2 separate regions of the Macaca mulatta genome follow, and region 1 is linked to region 2. The links are chromatin contacts, called in public Hi-C maps. All regions are on one chromosome and are shown on one strand. Each heading gives the region's core, a stretch centred on a gene start, on an enhancer-like site or on the middle of the called end of the contact. The rest is flanking DNA. Distances are from core to core; before and after follow the strand shown.

Evidence for each region. A called contact is a pair of places that touch in the nucleus more often than the background predicts.
Region 1: a Hi-C map of fetal cortex germinal zone shows a contact between it and region 2, with 2.3 times the contacts expected there. The contact joins the enhancer-like site here to the promoter of AFDN in region 2. A contact is called at or near these places in 2 of 14 Hi-C or Micro-C datasets (fetal cortex germinal zone and liver).

What each region holds. Positions count from the first base shown.
Region 1 is chr4:4,371,787-4,377,315 of T2T-MMU8v2.0, reverse strand. It overlaps LOC106998203, which reads right to left. Exons shown (of 3, transcript XM_078001163.1): 1 at 3,946-5,529; 2 at 3,283-3,812; 3 at 1-3,183. Among named protein-coding and RNA genes, the nearest start is that of AFDN, 150 kb to the right of the region's middle. Within about 2 kb of position 2,800, at least 8 of the 40 cell types and tissues checked have an H3K27ac peak or open chromatin away from gene starts, as enhancers often do. A contact at or near this core is called in fetal cortex germinal zone and liver, where this site is marked.
Region 2 is chr4:4,220,386-4,225,512 of T2T-MMU8v2.0, reverse strand. AFDN (afadin, adherens junction formation factor) reads left to right here and starts at 3,657. Exons shown (of 33, transcript XM_078001142.1): 1 at 3,657-3,924. It overlaps LOC114677438, which reads right to left and starts at 4,900. Exons shown (of 4, transcript XM_078001159.1): 1 at 4,589-4,900. It also overlaps the pseudogene LOC144340698.

The DNA of each region.
Region 1 (5,529 bases), core at 1,551-4,050, 150 kb before region 2:
GAAAAGATGCGTTCCTTCTGTTGTGTGTAACTTTGGGAATATTTGGAAACATTTCTGAGGTTTCCTGTATACCCTTTCTCTAACTTCTCCAACCTAGACATCAGCAATGCTCTCTCCCTGTCATCCAAGAAGTGGTGTCAGCATGTTTATCAGCATGGGCAGCCCCTGGGGGTGGACTTGAAGTTAGTGAAGTAAAAGGAGATCTAAGCATGGCCCGTACTGAGCTTCGGGGGGTGGGCGACACATGGCACACATTCACTTGTGGACGTTTCCTTGGGAACCTTACGTATTGGGTCCTGTGACATTCTCAGGGCAGCGGCTCACTACAGAGGGCATTAAAGAAAGCTGAGTGCCACTTTTGTATTCATCAGTGCTTTGTAATGATGGCAGAGCAGGCTGTGGACTCAGACTGCCTGAATTCAAAGCATACTGTGTAATCTTCAGCAACCTGCTCACTCTCCAAGCTGAGTTTATACCTTTGGGGAAAATTAAAATAGTTATGTATTAGTCTGTTTTCATGCTGCTGGTAAAGACATACCCGAGACTGGGTAATTTATTAAGAAAAAGAGATTTAATGAACTCCCAGCTCCACATGGCTGGGGAGGCCTCACAATCATGGTGGAAGGCAAGGGAAGAACAAAGGCATGTCTTACATGGTGGCCAGCAAAAAAGAGATATCTTGTGTAGGGGAACTCCTCCTTATAAAACCATCAGATCTCGTGAGGCCTATTAACTGTCATGAGAACAGCACAGGAAAGACCCACCTCCATGATTCAATTCCCTCCCACCAGGTCCCTCCCACAGCACAAGGGAATTATGGGAGCTACAATTCAAGATAAGATTTGGGTGGGGACACAGCCAAACCATATCAAGTTCCATATATTTGTGGATGTGCATGTGTGTTTATATATACAGTATATAAGTGTATATATGTGTAAAATATATACATATACAGCACTTATTAAGTGCTTGGTTCATGGTATGCACCCTGAAAACATTAGGTATCATCATTATAGCACAAAATCATTCTGACTCAGTCGGCCAGGACTCCAGACTTTGCTGCCTGTGCACTGTGCTCTGTGACTTTGCTGCTTGGCCTCCACCACTGCCTGACCATTTGATTCCACTGAGTTGGGTCAGCTCAGCTTTTCAGGTCATGCTGAAGTTTGATTTGTTATTCAAGTATTAACTCTGCCTCTAAGACATTTGAAAAGCATGTATTATTAATCTTTATTCAAATATCGCATTTTCTTGATCTTGGATGTACTGTTTCATATTTTCATGTTTGTGGGGAGAAAGGGTGCATCTCACATACAACATGGGCAGTATTTTTTTTTCCTGGAAAGTGATGATTAAGTCCTGGCTCTGTCTTACACCTGATGATACCTTACAAACGAGAAAATGCAGTGAGTTACAGCATTCACCGGGACAGGTAAAGGTTCTAAACGACAACACTTCTCTACAGTAATGGTTCTCAAACTTGGTTCCACAGCAATGGTTCTCACATTGGAACCATCTGGTGACCAGCAGTTAAAAAAAAAACACTGGTGCCCAGGGCTCACCCCCAAGAGATTCCACGACTAGCAGCTGGGATGTTAAAAAGCTTCCCAGGTGATTTGAAGGTGCACTTTGCACTAGACCCGAGTCAGCTCCTCTGCCATCGTCCTCCTTGGCTTCCTTCAGAGCATTTATAAGGACCGTCAATAATTGCTGGCATGATTAGCCATGTCTGTGCCCCATCCTTTGAGGACAGGAACATGCTGCGGCCAGTGTTTGGTGCAGAGAAAGGACTCAGCATGCACTACCTGCATGATCGTGTGGACTTCGGCCACTCACCAACACTGTTTGCTGCTTTTTGCCTGTGTGAATGTGTGTGTTTACTGTTTCCGCTGTGGCAGCAACGGCAGGACTGTGAACTTTGCCCTCATTTTTCATCGGCTTTATCTCAGCGAGAAACAAGCAGAGGAAGCAGCTGGGAAAGGCTGGACGGGAAACCGGAGGCCGCAGTCTCCTCCCAACACCACTGCCGAGTGAAGATGTTTAGGATGGCATCAAACCTGGGGACCCCATCTGCATAGGTGGGGTTCTATCAACCAGAGGATATATAAGCACCCTTCCAATTTGAAATCCTTTCAGCACATAGACCCGATGGCATGGAGTTAGCACCCCATCACAGCTTTATGACAGACCCAGTTTTTTACTACTTTGTGGCCATATCTACACAAAGTGAGATACATACAACGCAGTTGTAGGCTGGGTGTGGCAGCTCACGCCTGTAATCCCAGCGCCTTGAGAAGCCAAGGCAGGAGGATCTCTTGAGGCCAGGAGTTTACGACCAGCCTGAGCAACATGGCGAGACCCTGTCTCTACAAAAAAGTGTGAAAAAATTGGTGGGGCATGGTGGAGGGCACCTGTAGTCCCAGCTACTTGGGCGGTCGAGGCAAGAGAATGGCTTGAGCCCAGGAGTTCAAGGTTACCGTGAACTATGATTGTGCCACTGCATTCCAGCCTGGGCAACAGAGCAAGACCCTTTGTCTAAAAAAAAATTTAAATAAAAAGTTAAACCACGGTTATAGGTAACATGATCTTAGACAAAGACCACTGCCTCTTCTCCAAAAGTCAGGCCGTGGCCCCAGGAAAGTGCCCTGGTCAAGTCTTCCCCTTCACAGGCAAGCCAGGCTGGTTTGGAACAAAAGGCAGGAGCTTTTCCTCATTGGGACCTATTTCGCCTGGTCTTGACCCTGCCCAGGAATCCGAGCTGCCAAGTAGACGCCCTTTGTCCCTCCCATTTATTCTGTCATCCACCCACACCCTGGATTTCTTGCAGCCAGAGAGCTTCTTCCTGCAAGCACCAGCTGTTGAGCAGGACTGTGACAAAGAGCAACAAAGAGCAACAAAGAGCGACAAAGAGCAAGCTGCGGGAGGGACCATCAAAGAGGCATCAGCCCTGCCCCGGAGTGGCTGCAGATGCATCCCTGTGGGACAGGGCGGGGGCACAGGTGCTGCCTCCAGAACAGGGGGTTTGTTACCTTCATCTGCAAGGTCCTAAAGCCAGACTCTTCTCAAATCGTCACCATGTGTGTACCATACACTCCCTTCTGACTCCGGGGGCCTGGGCACCTGCTTAGTGCAGCCTTAAATTTTTTATGTACCAGTAAAAATACTGCATGTAAGAGTCTGTTCCTAGAAGGATAAAAGGATGGCCAGGGCTGGCTAAGCGGAGTCACGACGGACTAAAGGTATGGGAAAATGAAGACATGGACCTACCACATTCTCCTCTACCTGGAACTTAGGATTTGTAAATTGCATTTGTCACATTGGCAGGCTGTGGCTTAGTACACTCACAAAGAGGATTTTTCCAAGTATTTAAACTGTGTAGATGCTGCAAAAAACAAACAAACAAACAAACAAAAAATAAAACAGACTGAGGCAAAGCCCTGCAGCCAACCCCGGGAGGGAGAGGTGAGGACCCCCTGTCTGTCCTGGGCCCCACTCAGGCACTATCCTCATCTCTTAGAATAGTTCGTTACCTTTTCTTTCCTGAAACCTCATCAAATGCAACTTTTTCTATGGCATTCAGCGGACTTTTCCTTAAGGCAAAGATTACAGAGAAATTCTTATGCAAGTCAGAAAATCTGCTTATTATGGGTTCGATAAACCAAATTATGTTACCTGTTTATGGACATAGATTTCTATCAGCCAGACGTGTGCAGAGCACAGCACAAACCATAGCTACTCCTGTCGAAGTCTCCTTCTGTGCATTTCCCAGCCAGGCCCCCAGCTGGGGCCCCTGAGGTCACCTCCCACTCCGGCTGGAAAGAGACAGTGAATTCCTTGGAAGCCGCTCACCCTGCACCCAAGCGGGACTTGCACCACCAGCAGTCCCAGGAAAAGACCCTCCATTTCTTTCTCGTGGAGGCTCCGGAAGAAAAGCTGCACATTTACCCGGCGCGTTCTAACCGCCTTTGAGGTTCCCTCCTGCAGCCAAGGGAGCCGTGGTGGGGCAAAGCCAGGGCTGGGGAGAGGCTGCAAAGCTCTGGGGAGCAGTGAGGCGCCGTGACAGCTCCTTCATTCCCGTCATAGCCCCACACGGGCTTCGCTGGACACGTCCAGGACGCAGCGCAGGTAGCCACCAGGCGTTGAGCGCCTGCCCCTTGTCTGTACTAAGATCTCCCCATGCATTATTGCATTTATTCCAACAATGGGGTGAGGTAGGTATTTCCATTGCACAGAGTGAAACACTGAGGCTCATCCAGGGGCCGGTTTGGAAATCAGGGCTCAGCCCTGGGCCCCGGCTGTTTGGAGCTGGTGCGGTGGCCACCGTGACCTCACGCTTTCCCTGCCAATCGCTCCCCGCCGCATCCGGCCGCCCGCCCCGCCCTCGGCCTCTTTCCAGGGACTGAAGCCCGAGGTGGTGCTGCGAGTCCCCGCGGGGATTATTTTCAAACAGCTCCTCCTGCTCAGGCTCCCACAGCGCGGCCCCAGGCAGCTGCACCACTTTCTCCTCTCACCAATTAAAGCCGAATCCAGGGCTCCTTAGCATATGAATGCAGGCGCATCGGAGCCCCCACTGCTGGGCCAGCCCCTCCCGGGCTCCTCCCGTTCCGGGAGGTCCACAGCCCAGCAGCAGCTGCCTCTGCACGTTGTCCCCTCCGTCCAGCATCCTGGGGCCGAGGAGACAGTGCCCCTGGCAGGGGACTGCGCTGGCATCAACTTCCCATGGGCAAAACCGGGTCCCGGGTCAGTATTCCCAGAGGGTTTCAAACCCTGCAGGGCCCTGAAATGGCCTGGGATCCACACCAGTTGGAAGAAAAAAAAGAACAGAAAATGCAGGGATTCACCTCCTCTGCCGGCACCCTCGTGCCGAACACTAAAGAGCATGGTGTTGAAAAGGATTTGGAGATTTATGCAGGTCACGAGCTTGAGGAATTTTTCCACTGAATGCACCAGGCCTTGAGTTTCCCGTTTCCCACTGAAAACCCCATGGCTGACACTTTTTTGTATCATTACCTTGGAAGATGAAGAAAAACTCATCTGTTAGGGCTGCTCTGTGAATGCAGATGCTTTGAGTTGTTTTGAATGAATGATTGAATGTTCTGAAATGAAGCAGGAAGGTGCCTGAGGGATAATGACTGGTTTCGCAACCCTTGGCCGGGCACCCTAGACCCCTCTGATAATCAACAGAAATGGATGTATATTAAATTTAGCAACAGAAAAAGTAGAGATCCTTGAGTGTGCTACAACATTATTTTCCTATAAATCAACCGGTTACCACAGTCTTTAATTATCTTCCCCTTGAGAGGCATGAAGAAGAGACTGCTCTCGAGGACGGAGGGTTTTTGTGGTCTGAGGTCTGCAGACTGGCCAAGTATTCCAACAGTAATTACCACCCATCCTGGCTGTAGGTTCACCCCGCTGACCTGAGCAGACCCGGTGAAGCAAGCCACAACTGCTGGAAATCATTCCACTCTTCCGTTAAGTGAGGATTAGAAAGCCCTTTGTGAGAATTTTGCCCAGAGTATAAGTTGA
Region 2 (5,127 bases), core at 2,408-4,907:
AAAATTAACAACACTGGCCTTTCTAGTGATGGGTTAAGCAAAGGAGAGTTTGGTTATTTAACTTTCTAGATCAACTAATTAGATTAACTTTCACGTGCATGGGCTACTGTAGAAGGCTGCCTGCCCTAGAATGTCTGCTATTAGGACCTTTATTAAATCCTTTTACTTTACTTTTTTGCTAAAGACCATCCTCTAAATTGATATATCTACTAAAAGGACTTGTAAGATGATTTATACAATAATAATGACATTTTTCTAAATTTGATTAAATATGGAATTTATTGGCAGCTAGAAAATTAAATGACCTGTAGGGTACTAAATATAGTGATATAGTTAAACATAGTGGATATATTTGTATCATTTTTTAAAAATGTATTAATCTTTTTCCTGGTACTTACTATTTTCTAGAGCCTGTGAAAATTGGGGCAGGAAAAGGTTTATTTCAAGTGGCTGGTCTCAGAACCTGGTTTTCATATTTCAAAAAAATTTTTAAAGTAAGTGCAAAGTTTAATCAGAAATTCAAAAATATTATTACTTTCTGTCCTCACATTTATTCCTATTATGTGATACTTCTTCTTCTTCTTTTTTTTTTTTTGAGACGGAGTCCCGCTCTGCCCCTCAGACTGGAGTGCAGTGGCCTGATCTCAGCTCACTACAAGCTCCGTCTCCCGGGTTTACGCCATTCTCCTGCCTCAGCCTCCCGAGTAGCTGGGACTATAGGTGCCCGCCACCTCGCCCGGCTAGTTTTTTGTATTTTTAGTAGAGATGGGGTTTCACCGTGTTAGCCAGGATGGTCTCGATCTCCTGACCTCGTGATCCGCCCGTCTCGGCCTCCCAAATTGCTGGGATTACAGGCTTGAGCCACCGCGCCCGGCCGTGATACTTCTTCTTTTAAGAGAGTCTTGCTCTGTTGTCCTCTATTACCTAGTGCTTTTAGGTTTTACGTAGATTTTGGTTTCAGATGGGAGAAACTTAGAAATATTAGTATATCACTGCTGATTGAAACAGAAGCTGTAAAAACTTTTTGAATAGAGCAACTAAAAATAATATACATTTAAAAGGAAAACTAAAATTATAAAGTAAAAACTTAAATTTTTAAAAACTGACTTATAGATTAAAAAGGTCTTTTTCAACCTCGCCCAGTGCAGCTTCGTTTAGCTTCAGTCCGGTCCTTTCTCTTGCATTTCAGTCTCACCATGTATAAAATGGAATTAATAACAGAAAAGCCCATTATTTTATTTTTATACAGCATTTCTTGGATATCATTTAAGTATAATTTTTAGATGTACCAGAATCCAGTGGGGCAATGAGAATAGAGGATGGTAGCATGTCTGCCTTTTATTGTTCTAGGTGGTATTGAAATTGACACACAGCTCAGAATATCATCCTGGAGTGTTGAACAACGACAGTGAAATAATTTGTCAGCCTGGAAATTTTCATGTCCTAAACATATACCAGTTATGGGAGTGTTCATGATTTAAGAATCATAGGTATTCTATGAATTTCTGGTTGCTCTTAAACATTTGTCAATAAACTAATGTTGGTTGGGACCTACGGTGAACTGTAGTTTAGATATTGATATACCACTCATACATACTACAAATGGGGACTTTTAATGACAGTCAGAAAAACGAGAATAATTCACATTAATTTAGAGCCTTCTATGTGTCCTGCATCACTCAGTAGGTATTTCACATATGCTACATGTTTTTTATTACAAAAATAACACTGCAGAGAGCCCGTAACTGTTTTCCAGGAATCCTGAATTTTCTCTTTAGCGATGCTACACATACTTACTTTGGACATCAGCAATCTAACTGCCAGCTTTGCAAACTCATTCTTCAAGAGGCAAGTTACTCTTGGTAACAGCATCCTCGGGAATGAAGCTCCTGCAGTTGAGGTTCAGTTAACGCTGTGCCAGGGATCTGTGCAGCACATGTAGAACCCAGTGAGAGTCCTTCGCTGTGCCGGCACGGGGATGCTCACACAGTAAAAACTCGAGTCTATCAAGAAGCACAGGAACTGAAAGGCATAAAGAAACCGAGTGCTACAACATGAAGATGCCATTTAGACACAGATGCTTTTCTGCACGTCACCACACTTTAATTTTAAGAAAGGAGACTAGCGATCTATTGCATAATTCATTCCCCCATGGCACTGGTTCAACACCCCAGGCTCCTCTGCTGAGAAGCCTCCTTATGTAGCTGTACTGGACAAGTGCAGTAGAAAAGACAGAACCCAGTGAGGATGACAGAATTCTCTAATTGTCTGCAAAAGAGAAAATCCAGTTGGTGGAGAGAAAAATTATTTCCACACTGGAAGAAAAAGTAATGACAAAAATAAAAAGGCTTTGTCAAATATAGTTCACTCTTCTCATTACTTGCCTTAGTGTTTCAAAGATAAACGCTTTTTTGTTACACATCACAGATAACGTAAGAACGCAACTTCGCCTGACTGAATACTGCATGGGGAGACTGCTGGGATGTGTTCTACAGCCAAAACAAAGGGTGGGGGAGGGGAGGAGCAGTTACAAAAAAGACACCTAATAAAAAAAAGCCCTACAATTCACAAAGCTTGCTACTGAAATTAATTTCAGGTTTCCACGTCCACGTACAGGTACAGGATTTAAAATGACGCTCACGCGGCATCTCTCAGGGCCAACAGGGGCGCATCAAAGCTTCCCTTCGACGTTTATTAACTCTGCAGTCCGTTCTCTACATCTGCGAAGGACTTGCAGATAACAATGTGTCTGCGAGAAGAGGCGTTTTCTAAGGAGACACACAAAGGCAGTGGGAACCTCCAACCTCACTCAGCGAGAGGAACACCGCACAGCAGTGTGGGGGCTCGAACACCCCGGGAGCAGCGGGGCGCGGTCCGGAAAACATGACACTTGAAATGCACACAAAGCCTAATAAGGTATCCTCCTCGGAAGAAAACAGCTTGAAAAGGTCAGCTTCGAAGTGACCCCAGCAGAAAGGAATCACCCTGGAAGAAACACACAGCAGCCCCGGGGCAATGCGCAGGTTGGAGGAGCAGCGAGCGCGGGGAGCGCAAGGCCCTTCGGAGGGCGCCGCACCCGCACTGCGCTCCGTACCTGTGCCGCCACGCCCACCTGTCCCCTGCTGTGCCCAGCACCGCCCATTTAGACCCTGCACCACCCGTCGGGACCTAACCTAGCACAGCCCGTCCGGAATCAGCACCGCCCACTTGGATACAGTACCGCACGTCCAGACCCAGACCCGGCCGTCCGGACCGAACCCAGTACCGCCCATCGGACCCAGCGCCGCCCATTTAGACCCTGCATTGCCAGTCCGAACCGAATCTAACACAGTCCATCGGACCCATCGCCCGTTCGGACCCAGCACTGCCCGTCCAGACCCAGACCCGCCAGTCCGGACCGAACCCAGCACCGCCCATCGGACCCGGCGCCGCCCATTTAGACCCAGCACCACCCATCCGAACCGAACCTAGCACCGCCCATCGGACCCAGCACCGCCCGTCCAGATCCATCACCACCCATTTGGACCCAGCACCGCCCGTCCCCGCCCGTCCGGACCGAACTCAGCACCGCCCATCGGACCCAGCATCGCCCGTCCGAACCCAATGTAGCACCGCCCATCGGACCCATCACCGCCAGTCCAGATCCAGCACCGCCCAGTTGGATCCAGCACCGCCCGTCCAGACACAGCACCGCGCGTCCGGACTGAACACAGCACCTTCCGTCGGACCCAGCACCGCCCATTTAGATTCAGCAGCGCGCATCCGAACCGAACCTAGCACCGTTGGTCGGGACAGAACTCGGCACCGCCGGTCCGGACCCACCACCGCCAGTCCAGACCGAACCCTAGCGCCGCGTGGGGCCCGCCCTCCGGCGTCTCCCTCCCTGGCGGCCGCGGCAGCAGCACCTAGCGGAGCGGCCCGGAGGTGCGGCGGCGGCTCGCGGGCGGCGGCGCGCACGGCGGGCGGGGGCGCGCACGGCGGCGGGCGGGGCGCGGGAGGGTGCGGGCGCCGGGCGCACACCGGCCGGCGGGGCTGAGGCGGCGCGGCGCGGCGCGGACTGAGCCCCAGGCGGAGGCCGAGTCAGAGGACGCGGCGCGGGCGCGGAGGCGGCGGCGGCCGGCGGGGGGCGGCGAGGGGCGTCGGATCCCCGCAGACCTGTCGTCCTCGGCCCGTCCTCCGGCCCCGGCCCCGCGCGGCTGAGGAGGCGCGGCCGGGACCATGTCGGCGGGCGGCCGTGACGAGGAGCGGCGGAAGCTGGCCGACATCATCCACCACTGGAACGCCAACCGGCTGGACCTGTTCGAGATCAGCCAGCCCACCGAGGTGAGCGCCGCGGGGCGCGGGGCCTGCGCGACCCCCGCCCGCCGCGCCCCGCCCCGCCCCTCCCCCCCTGCCGCCGCCCGCCAGCCGCGGACCCGCCCTCCCTTCCCCCTCCCCCACTCCTCCCCCTCTCTCCCCTCCCCCTCCCCCAGGCCCACCGCGGGCCCCGGCGTCCCCCGCAGCCCCCGTCCCCCTGCCGCGGTGGATCCCGGGGTCGCGGGGGCTGGCGGGGCGCGGCAGTCACCTGTTCCCCTCTCCGGCCGCTCACCTGGTGTCTCACCTGGGTCGCCGCCCCCACCGCCGCGAGCGCGGCGCGGCCCCGGCCTGATCCCCAGCCGCGCGGGGGGCGCGGCGGCGCGCGGGGCAGGAGCTCTCCACCTGCAGCCAGGTTCTGGCTCGCGGCGCCCCTTCGCCGTGGCCGGGATGGAACCTGGGAGGCGGGCTGTGCTTCAGGTTCACAAACTTGCAGGCTGCCAGCTGGGAGGGGAAAGTCAGTATCACAAAGTTCGGGAGCTGCGGGTTCCCTGATGGCACAGGCCGGGAATCGGACTCCCCCGAGGAAAGGCGTGCCTTCTCCACCTCTGGGGCTGCGAGGAGGGGCCCTCTGCGGTGGCCTCTGCCCGGAGGGAGGCGCCGGCCCCGGGCTGGCTCCCCGAGAGGAGGAGGAAATCACGCTCTCTCCTGGCCTGGTAACAATGGGGGTTGTTTATAACAAAGCTGCTGAAAGCGTTCCGAGCAGCTTTTAAAAAAGTGTGTGAGTCCAAGTCCACCAGGAAGGGCTCTGTGGAGAGGGGAGGGAGGTGAAGG